Linked DNA regions of Mus musculus: region 2 is linked to region 1. The links are chromatin contacts, called in public HiChIP or PLAC-seq maps. All regions are on one chromosome and are shown on one strand. Each heading gives the region's core, a stretch centred on a gene start, on an enhancer-like site or on the middle of the called end of the contact. The rest is flanking DNA. Distances are from core to core; before and after follow the strand shown. Region 1 has its middle 29 kb from the start of Gpalpp1. Region 2 overlaps Tsc22d1 (TSC22 domain family, member 1).

Region 1 (6,068 bases), core at 2,134-4,633:
GCAAAAGCCTAGCATGGAGTAGTTAGGCATGGCTTTTCAGTGGATTTGAGTAGAGGTCATTTTTAATTTACAGTTGTATTATCATTCGCAATTAAATAAGTTGCTATGGTGCTTCCAGCCTCTCAGACACAGCAGTTAGATCATTCGTAAATGTATGCTTTCAGAGCCAAGAAGGCGAGGGATTGTTCTTGCACAGGAAGCTGTTCCAAAGTGGATTTTGCTTATGTTCCTAGCAAACTACCAATCTCCAACGTGGGCAGTAACCGCAGTGATTTAAGTGTTAATGACACAAACTGTGCTTGTTCCAGAGCTCTGGGGTTTCTGTTAGAATTTGGGAGAAGGTTCTGGGGTCATTTAAACCAACTCAGTAATTAACTACAGCCAAAAATCTAGCAGCATACTGAGAGGAAGAGGAAAAAACACAAGGAAAGAATGGCCTGTTGAAGCCTCCCCCGGAAACTGTTTCCACTCTAGACAAATGTCTAGGAAAGAACACTAAGTCAGCTCCTGTTGCCGTGTATTTATCGAGCCTATACAATATGTAAAGTGCTGATCTGAGAATACAAAAATACATAAGACATGACCTTTAACTCACCAGTCTAGTGGGGCAGACAATATGCAGAACCAACTAGTGCTATCTGTTGAGCACATGCCAGAGGTGTGTACATGTACTGATTGTGATCGTAGGGCATGCCTGGGCATGAGCTGAGAAGAAAGGGCTACAGTGAATCTCAGTGGATGCTGTTGCTGGTGTGTGGGCATTGAAGAGTGAAAGAGACCAGCTAGAAAGGAAGAGCCAATGCAGGGGGTTCAGCCTGTGGAGCTGAGGGTCAGCAGTCAGCAATGTTGCAGAGAAGACAGCCTGGATAGGAGGAGGGACAAGGGAAGCTGGCTCTGTGAGTTAAGTGTTTGAGGGTTACACATTTGAACCTGAATTTGAAGTACAGAGATACAAATCTGTATGTAACCCTGCCCCCGGGAGCAGATGGAGACTGGCAGACCTAGAGCAGTGGTTCTCAACCTGGGGGTCACGCAGGCTAGATAATTTGCACTGCAGTTTATAACGGTAGCAAAATCACAACTATGGAGTAGCAAAGAAATAATTGTATGGCTGGTGGTCATCACAGCACGAGGAACTGTATTAAAGGGGTGCAGCATTGTGAAGGCTGAGAACTACTGTCCCAGAGGATTATGAAGGCTGAGAACTCCGTGAGAGACCCTGGGGCTGGATAGATTGCTTAGCAGAGGATTTAGGTTTGGTTCCCAGCACCAAAATCAGACAGCTCATGATGCAGGCACCGACACTTACACATAAAATAAGGCATGGTAGTGGAGGAAGGCACCCAGCATTAGCTCTGACACACACAACATCTGATACTAGAAACCAGGAGCCAAAAATGGTTACTAGCCTTGGTAAGTCTGTGAATATAGAGTCACAAAGTTAGGGGAAGTATGCCTGACATATATAAGTAGAAATTCTGTTAACTGGACTGTTGGGGGAACTCTCATCAAATGCATAGATTAATCCTTCTCAAAAAGACACATTAGCCAGGGCCCACCGGTGAGAAAACTCAGTGGGTACAGATGCTTGTCTTCAAGCCTGAAAACCTGAGTTCAGTCCCTGGAACCCACACAGTAGAAGGAGAGAGCAGATGATTCCTATAGGTTGTTCCCAGGCGCATGCACACACACACACACACACACACACACACACACACAAAAGGGGGGGGAGGAGAGGGAGAGCTCAAATTTTACACGTCTATTTTTTCTAATCTACAGAATCTTAACCACAAACACCAGATAACCTTCATTCTACCTAGATAAGCATCAGAGTGCACTTGCGGAGAGTATAAGCTGGGGCTTCAAGGTTCAGGATAAGCACCGAAGGCCAGAGAGAGAAAACTGCACAAAGACAAGCAGAGAGCTACGTTAGTGGTCCTAGAATGGCTTAGATGCCATGACAGAGGATGTCTGTTGCTGATGCAACCAATCCAAGGCAAGAATCTACAGATTCTGGTTGGGGAGCCAGAAGAAGAATAGCGATTCCAGGCTAGACGGGGAAGAGCCCGACAGGAGACTAACAAACTGGGAGAGACACTACATATGAGACTAGTCTATATGAGACTAGTCTACCGTACATTAATCATATACAATGACAGATTTCATTTTGACATTGTCATCCGTGTATCTGATGCAGTTTGATTAAATTCACCCAGTCATCCCTCGTACTGCTGCTGATCCATTTCCTCTCAACAAGTCTCTACTGTTTCTTTCTTTTTGGTGACCCAGTGAATTTAATTAAGGTTGCTTCCGTGAGCATGGGTGAGGAGTTAGGTGCAGAAACATAAGCAACTTCCCATTGGCTACACCATTAAAAGAAATGTTTCCCCTTTCCCCAGCAAACATTAACTGTCACTAACTCTCAAGAAACAGGACCCCAGACGGTAACCTTGTTAACTTGACTGGATCGAGGCACACCTAGGAGATTAGTAAAACACCTCTACATATGTTTGGGGTTGGGGGTGGATTTCAGGAGACAGGCAGATCCTGTGGGTTCTGATCTAATGGGTAGATTAACATATTGAGTCATAATAAGATCATTAGTGGGAGGTGGTGTAAGATACGAAGTAGAACCTAGTTGGGGAAGCAGGTCGCTGAACTGGTATCCGTGGGAGATGGCTGCTAAATGGGACCCTGACCTCTTCCTGTATTCTTCCGTCTCAGCTTCCTGTCCTTCATGAGGTGAGAAGTGCCGCTGTCACATGGCAGCACCATGATGCTTGGGCTAAAGGCACAGAGCGACTGACCAAGGACTGAGGCCTTGAAACCACGGGTCGAAATAAATCTTTCTTCCTTTAGATTGTTGCTGTGGGGGATTTTGTGGCGATGACACAAGAGTAATTGTACCTCACATTATCGGGGGGGGGGGGGGGCGACTTGAAGAACTCAGAGCACATATTGCCTTGCTCCTTAGGTCTGTCGTCCTTTGTGATCCCATTTCATCCGCATCTGCCCTTCAGTTCCTGTTCTCTCTCTGCATCTACGCATGCTCAAGATCCTCCCATTTAAAAGCAAAATGACAGCAAAAGCGAACGTCCTTCAAGGATGAGGTCAAGACAAAATTAAAGCTCAGCAATAATGGGAAGTTCCTAAGCAGATGCAAATAGGAGAACAGCATTTCAAATCTGTGAAAGTCGTCAGCCACTCAATCATGGGTGTTGACACTGTAAGACTCCGGGGAGCCTTAGCTTACCAGGGACCCCAGTGAACCATGTGGAGCCGGGATCCATGCAAAAAAGAAAGAGGAATTTATTGTTCCCGCTAGCGCACTGGAGTTGGCCCAGACCCAAAGGAGAAGCAGCGACCCCTGGCGCCTGTTCGGAGTTTTTATATGGTTTCCAGGGGCAGACTAGCGCATCAGCAACTAGGCACAATATGATTGGTGGAACAGTGCACCCTTTAAACTGATTGGTCTTTAGGGAATGAGGTAACAAGGGAAGTCCTTGTCTGAAGGTGGACAGAAAGTGTCCCCACCCGCAGGTCAGTTCCCACCCTGTGGTCTGAGGAATGTTAATTAGCCTCTCCCTTCCGGAGGGGCGAGTGTTTCATGACCTTCCCAAAATTCCTGAGCTGACCTTTTCAACACTACTGGATAGACATGTGGGAAATGGGTTGGTTTCTGTTTTGCAAAGTATATAGAAAAAAATACCAGGTAGATTAGATAGTCTTAAGGTTAAAAAAAAAGTTCTAGAAGAACTATGTAGATATAGCTGGGCGGTGGTGGCGCACGCCTTTAAACCCAGCACTTGGGAGGCAGAGGCAGGCGGATTTCTGAGTTCCAGGCCAGCCTGGTCTACAAAGTTCCAGGACAGCCAATGCTATACAGAGAAACCCTGTCTCAAAAACCAAACCAAACCAAACCAACCAAACAAACAAACAAAACTATGTAGATATACTTTTATAACATGAGGTAGTTTTGTTATTGTCATGGAGTTACAGGGATTTTCTAAACAGGCATAGTATTCAGAACTCCTAAAATAAAACCTGATAAACTGGTCTCCATTAATGAGAAAACTCAACACAAAAACATAGTTGAGAGATTAGTGAATACCTACTAATCGTAACACAGCAAAAAGCTCAATTCCCTTTGAATTTGAATAAAATGATAAAATACCATTTAGAAAAAATTCAACCAGAACAAAACTAGCTGTCCAGTAGGTAACTGGGCAAAGAATATAAATGCAATAGTCATAGAAACAGAAGAATTCTGAGAAATACTAGAAGAAACAAACTTACTCATAAAGAGAAATGCAGATTAAATACAGTTTGGATCCCAGAGTGATGGCACACACCTGTGACTCTAACACTCAGAAATCTGAGGCAGGAGGACCACCCCATGTTTAAAAGTAGTCTGATGTGCATCATTCATTCCAAGTCAAACCAGGGTGGCATAGCAAGGCCCTGTCTCAAAATAATAGTCCTGCTCCTAGAAAGGCAGCCACAGAGAGGTGCTTCTGTTGGAGCCTTGTCTACTCTGCTCCCTGGGCAGACACTGCCCTGCCGTCCTTCCTGTTCCTATCAGCTTCCCACCAGTGGTCCTCTCTTGGCACCAACACCGTGCCTTCAATTTAGTTGCAGGACTCTGATGGAGAAATGCTTGCAGTTAGTTTAGAAAATGTAAAAACAATCTGTGGCCTTTGAGTTCTTGTTGGAAGATCTTGGAATGATGATAAAGGAAAGGGCCCTTCCTCCAGGATGCGCTGACCATTAGGCTGCCCCCCCCCGCCCCCGCCCCCATTTCTGCCAGGGATAAAACAAAGAAAAACAAACATATATATATATATATGTATATATGTGTGTGTGTGTGTATATATATATATATATATATATATATATATATATATATATATATATCGAGCAAAGGACTGCAAGTTGACCAAAGACACTTTCCCAGCTTGCTCCGGCTGCAAACAACCCAGACACCAAGGGTGGTTTGATATTCTAAGACTTTCCTCTATAATTAAGGGGAAATTTGGGGGGGGTACTCACAGAAAATTCCATGTCCAAAAAAAAAAAAAGTCTGCTCTCTGGCCATCAAAATGACTCTGACTAGGCAGGTAAAAGGCACCTGCTGCCCAAGTCCTAAAGGACTCAATTTGATACCCAGAATCCATAAGATGGGAGAAGAACAACTCCAAAGTTTGTCATCTGACCTCCATATGCACAGTGGCACAGGCAGCCCCCACACACTACTTAATTTTCAATATGTGTGAAAAAAATCTAGTAAGCATCATATTGAAAAAATAGCCATGCAGTTGTAGCACACTCTGTTAATCTTAATTACTCAGGAGGCAGAGGCAGGTAGATCTCTGAGTTCAAAGCCAGCCTGGTCTACAGAGTGAGTTCCAGAACAGCCAGGGTGACACAGAGAAACCCTGTCTCAACAACCTCCCCCACATGTGTGTGTGTGTGCATATATACATACATGTGTGTATTTATAAATGTGCACACTCTCAAGAGGATAAATACCTCGTGCTCAAAGGGAGCAGTAGAATGAAGAGCAGTGTTGCCTCTAGCCCAGCACAGTAGCAATATAAAAATGGCTCCCAACGTTAGCTGTGCTGCTCTGCTCTGCAGGTAACTGTGGAGGTTAGACGAGCATACACAGATGCAGCCAGTCATTGCGTTAGCACAGACCTCATTACACAAGCAGTTTGAGTGGATTCCAAGACACACCAGCTTGCTTCTGGGATCCCATCTCTGCCCCTAAAGTGCTGGGGTTACAGATGGGCCACCATGTGCACCCGGTTCAGGTCCTAGCACCTACATGAACCCTGGGTGCACATAGGTGATCCAGTTGTAACCCCAGCACTCTAGAGGCAGCACCCTGAAGCCATCCAGCTACCTAGACTAGATAAATCAGTGAACTCTCCATTCAAGTGAAAGATCTTGCCTCAATATACAAGGTAGACTATAATTAAGGAACACACGTGTACATGCACACACACATCCACCTGTATCCACCTTCATGTGAGCATGCATAACTTGCATACACATTACACACAAAC
Region 2 (6,068 bases), core at 2,606-5,105, 410 kb before region 1:
ACAACAGGAAGACAGGCAGCCGGGCGTGGTGGCGCACGCCTTTAATCCCAGCACTTGGGAGGCAGAGGCAGGCGGATTTCTGAGTTCGAGTCCAGCCTGGTCTACAAAGTGAGTGCCAGGACAGCCAGGGCTACACAGAGAAACCCTGTCTCGAAAAACCAAAAAAAAAAAAAAAAAAAAAAAAAAAAAAACCAGGAAGACAGGACTCATAAAACAAGAAAAGTCAATGAAAACGACCTGCATGTGACAAAGGCAATAGAACCCAAAGTCAAGGATATTACATTAGAGACTTACCTATGCTTTATACGGTCAAAGGTAGCAAAGAAATTAGGATATTAAAGACAGGTGTAAAAAAACAATGAAAATTATCGATTAAGATAAAATGAAAATTACAGTATTTGAGAGGAAAACTCTACTAGACGGGATGAACAGGATGAAGACGGCAGATCCAAGGGCAGCAGTGTTACACGACTTGAACAGCAGATGATTCCAAGTGAACCACAGAGGAAAAAACAGGGTAGGGAAAGGACCGGGGGAGAGCACTGGCCACAGCAGGAGACAGGCCCACAGGGGCAGCTTCAGTAAGGGAGCCCAGAAAACAGGTCGAGGAGGGGAACTATGTTAGGAGAGGACAGCAGCTTCCCCAAGCATTATTACAACACTAGCCACGGAAGCTAAGACGGCCCTGATGACAGCCAGGGTAAAGTGCCTAAATCCAGTCACAAAGAGAAACGGCCACAGACAGCAACTCTGTCACACAGGGGGACAGCAGTCTACAGCTGGCCTTGTACTGGGACACGATTGCAGGCAGGAAGCAGTTTCAGAAATACATTTATGGTTATCAAAGAAAAAGTTAGCTCAATACATGACATCGAGTTGATTTTGTAAGAGTTCTGCGAAGAACTGGTAACTTTTCAGTAATTGCTCCTTGGTCCTGGGCCAACTGGATAAAGTAAAAAATTAAATAACAGAAAAAAGAAAAAGAAAAAAAAAAACACCTCAAACTTTCCCTCACACATATGAAACATTAAGCACAAACAGGTCACAGAATAAATGTAAAATCCTGAACTACAGTGCCTCTGTAAGAAAACCCAGGAGAAATCTTTCAGTCAGTAGATTAAAAACACTTCTTAGATAGGACCCTAAAACCACAATTCATGAAGGAGAAAAAGTGGCAACAGAGCCATTACTGAAATTATTCTCTGACGTTAACGCCACAAGAATATTGGAAGCAAGTTAATGGCAAAAGGGGCTGGGAACAAAACCCAACAGCCAATAAAAGAAATGAGCTAAGACTGTATTTATATATCTATAATATATATTTATATAATTTATATAATACATTACACATTATATAATTATAACACAATATATTTATATAGCAAATATAAATATATTTTATATATAAATAGATGTGAAAAAAATACTAAGCAGAATCAACCATTACAAAAAATGCAAACCGAGGCTGTGAGATGCTCCCATCCGACACACCTGTATATATCCAGCATGGTTAAAATCAAGCCTTCCAGTCTTTTTGTGAAAGCAGCAGCACCAACCGTTGGGGTGGGGGTGGGGGCACAACAGACCATCCATCTGTTGGCAGTGGGAGTGTAAATGCCACGATCACTTTTCAACCGTTAGACACACACTCTGCATCAAGGCCAGTAACCCCAGCGCAGGTTATGAATTCAAGTGTGTACACATTCACAGCGGCTTTGTCGTAAGCACCATGATGTCATTCAACTGGAAGAAAGACAACCACGTCCCAGCAGCCAATCTAACGGGGTTTACCACTCAGCAGTAACAAAAAGCGAACTACTGACAGCATGAATAAATCTCAAATTTAACACAGTGAGTGGAAGAAGCCATTGAATGCAAAAGGCTACAAAATACATGGTCCCACTTGGAAGCTCTCCTAGGAAAGGCCAAACAGTAGGGAAGAAGACAGAGGCTGAGCCGTGAGGCAAGGTCGGAAGGTGCCAAGGGGACCCTACCCAAGGACCCCTGCATTGGGGACTCGCCTCAAAGCAGCTCCTCAATATCATTCAAATGGTTAATTTTTTTTTTACATCTCCAAGAGAATAATTATTCTGAAGCCAAATTTCTTCATAAATACCACTTCTGCAAAATGGTGGTAGATTATGAAAATGGCACCCCAGATTTAGAAGCTAAATGACTTCTGTAAGAAACATCTGAAGTGAAAAGTTCTCCTGCTTCTATTCCAGGACTGTCACGCACATTTCCTACCAAAAGTGACCAGTATTCCCTCTTCACTTTTCTGCAGCCATGGAAATACATGATTTGAGCTCCTTACACCTTAAAAATAGTCACTGCAGCCTAACATTTCACGAGAAATTCCTGAGGTAGCAGTAGAGACGAGGCAGGAGGACCAGATCGGCCCATTTCTTCTATGTACACAGAATCAGTCAGTCTCGGTGACCTTAAAGTAGACAAACTTAACTAACGAAAGAGTTCTCTTTACAAAGGTAAAGATAAGCTGGAGGGTGGTCCACAGCCACTGAGCGCCTAGTACAGCTCGGACTCAGGTGAGAGAGCTCACTGCAGTGTGAGCTCTTCTGCTCTGACTCACTCCCTATGATGGCCTCTCTGGACACTGGTGGTGGAGCTCTGCCCGGGGGGGTGGGGGGGCTTCCTCTTCACTACGAATTAGTCAGAATTTTAAAGAGGAAACAAGCTTTGTGGACAATTTTGTTTTGATACGCCTTAAGATACGTGTCCGGAATTTACCTACACAACTGGAGGATGGGCACAGAAACAGCTTATCAGTATATTGCCCAAAAGTGGCACAGAGCCTACAGTCTGGTGCAGCAGGGTGTGTAGGTCTGGTCTGCAGTGGAGACCAACCCTCCCAGCCCTCTGCTAGGATGCAGAGCAGACTGACCAGGGATGTCCGAGGCAGCTAGCTCCTCAGTCAGGCTCACTGCAGCTCCAGGCTGGCACATTACAGTGCAGAGATGGCCGTGAAAGGTGTTCAATGGTGACCTCCTGGGCCTCCTTCCGAGAGCCCCCAGGAGCTGTGAGAAAGGCCAGGGGAGTTCAAGAGGCGGGAAGGGAACGATACTTTGTAAATAAGGCAGGCTGTGTGGCATTAGCAGTGTGTCTGGTGGCAAGTGGTACCCAAGTACTCCTGTGGATCCTGGCTCACAGCAGGCAGTACCCTCTAATCTCTAATCTCCTCACACAACGTCTATGTGTGATGCTAACCTTGTTATATTCTCACTAGTTACAACTCAGTAAGGGAAAGGGGGCAAGAGGGCAAAGAGAAGTAACAATGGAGTGGGCCCAGGCCAATGAAGAGGGAGATGTGGGTCTCTTTCTGACTTTCACACATGTACCTTTCCTCTCTCTGTCTCTGTCTCTCTCTCTCTCTCTCTCCCTCTCTCTCTCTCTCTCTCTCTCTCTTACACACACACACACATTTTAAAAATAAAAACTGATAACATTTTTTAAAGGACTAATATAATACATTTTGGCCAGAAGGATACAAGCTAAAATTTTCGAAATTCTCTTTGGGCACTCCTCTCCCATTCATTTATCCATCCTTATTCAACAAAAACTGTGAAAGGCCAGGAACTAAAGTTACAAAGACAAATGAGTCAGAGGGACTGGGGACAGGTGAAGGGGAAGACAGAGGAGGAGGGTATGCTATCTGATGTAACAGGATATACACACACAGGATGACGTTCAGAGAAAGAAGTGGAGGGGGTGGGTCTGAGAGCTCAAGATGCCCTCTGGGCCTTGAAAAACAAGGCATTTACATGGTACAAGGGGGGATGGGGGTGGGGAACACCTGAGAGAAGGAAATGACCAGACAAATGCCTGGGTCACGAGGCAGCTACACCAGGGCTTGATGTCAATCTGGAACTGACTGGCGGCAGTCGGAGGTGGAGCTTGTGGAGGGGTTGCAGAGAAGTAGCAATGGGGAACAGGTTAAAACAGGCTGGGGCCGGGCAGGCTCCAGGGAGACTGGGATTCCTGGTAGCTGGGGGTCAAATGGGGTGTGTGTTTTATTTAGGAAGGTCACTGCCAATGTACAAGATTCCTGTAGGAATGGCAGAGGGAGACCACGCGGGAGGGAGAGAGAGGTGATGACCAGAGGCAAGTTCAGCAGGTAGGTGATTCTCAGCTTTCCAGGTAGGAATGTGCGGAAGGTGACGGTCATTAACCAATCAGATTCTACGGCTGGCTGGTGAGAGAGATAGTTGGTTTGGGGAAAAAGGATGGTGACTGGTTGGACCCAGCAGCCAGGGGGAAATATGGTCTGGAACTCAGGAGAGAGTGGGCCTAAGAGAAATGTTTATAGTTGAGAGATGGCAAAACTATCCATAGGACTGGCTGTAACCACCTCAGGGCTGTGCATGGGAAAGAGAAGTGGAGCGGGGGCACAGGTCATCAAGGGCGGCCATTAGGCAGAGACGTGAGCTTTCTATGGGTCTGGTGGACACAACAGAAGGTGGCGTGGTGTAAGCTATGTTTTCTAGATCCTAGCATACAACAGTAGTCTCTTGAATGACCAAAGTGACAGAGATGACCTCACAGAGGACGACAAGGAAGAAAGGGACAACTCAAATAACAATGCCAAGTGGCCCAAATGTTCCTCAGGAAGCCACCAAATGTGTCCTGTGCGAGCCCACTAAAGAGTAGCCGGTCAGCCTGGTCAGACACACACTGTCACAACCAGTGGCTACAGAGAGCACAGTGAGCCTCTGGCCTCTGTTCTCGCCTCCTGAGGGCTAGCTGGCACAACCTGCTGAGAAGACAAGGAAGCACTAGAGTCAAGCCCAGCTCGGGGTCCAGGCTCCTGATGGTTCTCCTCTGTGGGGAAGAGGGGCGAGACTCCTCACAACTCAATAGGAACAAAACAGGCAGGATCCTGTGCTGACAGGCCTCACACTGAAAAGTAAGCCTGATACAAGTGTGTGTGTACATATATATGTGTGTGCATGTGTGTACATGTGTGCATGCGTGTCTGTGTATGTGCATATGTGTGTGTATGTGTGTGCGTGCATGTGTGTGTATATATATATATGTATGTATATATATGTGTGTGTGTGTGTATAGGTGTGTATGGGTGTATGTGTATGGGTGTGTGTGCGTGTGCATGAGAGAGAGACACACACAGTGTAAGCACGGAGGGGACAAAGCCTGGAGCCGAGGAGTGAGGTCAGAGTTAATATGGAGTTAATCTTCAGGAAAGAACTCCTTGAGAAGCGAGTTTGGGGCGGTCCTGGAATGGAGTGAGTCCACCACAGAAGAGCTTTCACACAGAAGAGCTAAGGACGGACACCTCAGACACTCAGGGAGCCCATGACAAAGCCATGGCAAATGAAGCAGCAGCATGAAAATCCGCAGCAACCAATGCATGGAACCACTGCTTCTCTTGCTCCTTGAGCTGCATATTCCCAGGACGACCTTCTCGTAGAGGAGAGGGATGTGCGGCTGACATCACAGTGTCCCTAAGAACTCCAGTGTGGATGTGACAGCAATGGGTACTACAGCCCTCCCCACAGCCTAGGCTAGCTTCTTCAACAATCATTGGGATACGTCTTACCTTCTGAGAAACATTTTCCTGCCCAGAAGTACAAATAATTAATGTTTCCCAACCATAGAACTGGTTGTCTCAGTTTATGCAGTAGACACATGAGGGAACTTCTTGGTTGATTCTTGGTTTAGATAATTCCATGAAGCCCTGTGATTCTTATCAGGAGTTCACATGTTTAAGTAGCTGTTAAAAATTACTTCTGACCAAGTGAGGAAGACTCAACACATACATTGGTTTCCACCTACATACTACTAAAGACAAAAAGAATGCAGTTTTAGCCACATAAAGACAGAAGAAACATGGTAAAGATATCAATTCCGTCAATTTTCAAAGATGAGGGGGGTGCCATCAAATCAAAGACTAAACAAGCCGTAAGGTGAACTGGAAGACAGTTGAAAGCCATCAGTGAGCCCAATGTTTAGAACACACATGCTCCGAGAAGTCCAACATCCAGATGAGCCAAGCCTGGAGCACAGACACCCACTCACGCCTTCAGCAGCCCATG

What was found. HiChIP or PLAC-seq counts read pairs in DNA pulled down with a chosen protein or histone mark.
Region 2: an H3K27ac HiChIP or PLAC-seq map of embryonic stem cells shows a contact between it and region 1, with 6 read pairs. The contact joins two enhancer-like sites. A contact is called at or near these places in 2 of 115 datasets of contacts at active chromatin or transcription factors (both in embryonic stem cells) and 2 of 9 other capture datasets (liver and macrophages).

The regions. Positions count from the first base shown.
Region 1 is chr14:76,078,991-76,085,058 of GRCm38.p6, reverse strand. No RefSeq gene overlaps it. Among named protein-coding and RNA genes, the nearest start is that of Gpalpp1, 29 kb to the left of the region's middle. Within about 2 kb of position 3,383, at least 19 of the 459 cell types and tissues checked have an H3K27ac peak or open chromatin away from gene starts, as enhancers often do. A contact at or near this core is called in embryonic stem cells, where this site is marked.
Region 2 is chr14:76,493,023-76,499,090 of GRCm38.p6, reverse strand. The region is part of intron 1 of Tsc22d1 (TSC22 domain family, member 1); the gene reads right to left. Among named protein-coding and RNA genes, the nearest start is that of 4930444M15Rik, 25 kb to the left of the region's middle. Within about 2 kb of position 3,855, at least 25 of the 459 cell types and tissues checked have an H3K27ac peak or open chromatin away from gene starts, as enhancers often do. A contact at or near this core is called in embryonic stem cells, where this site is marked.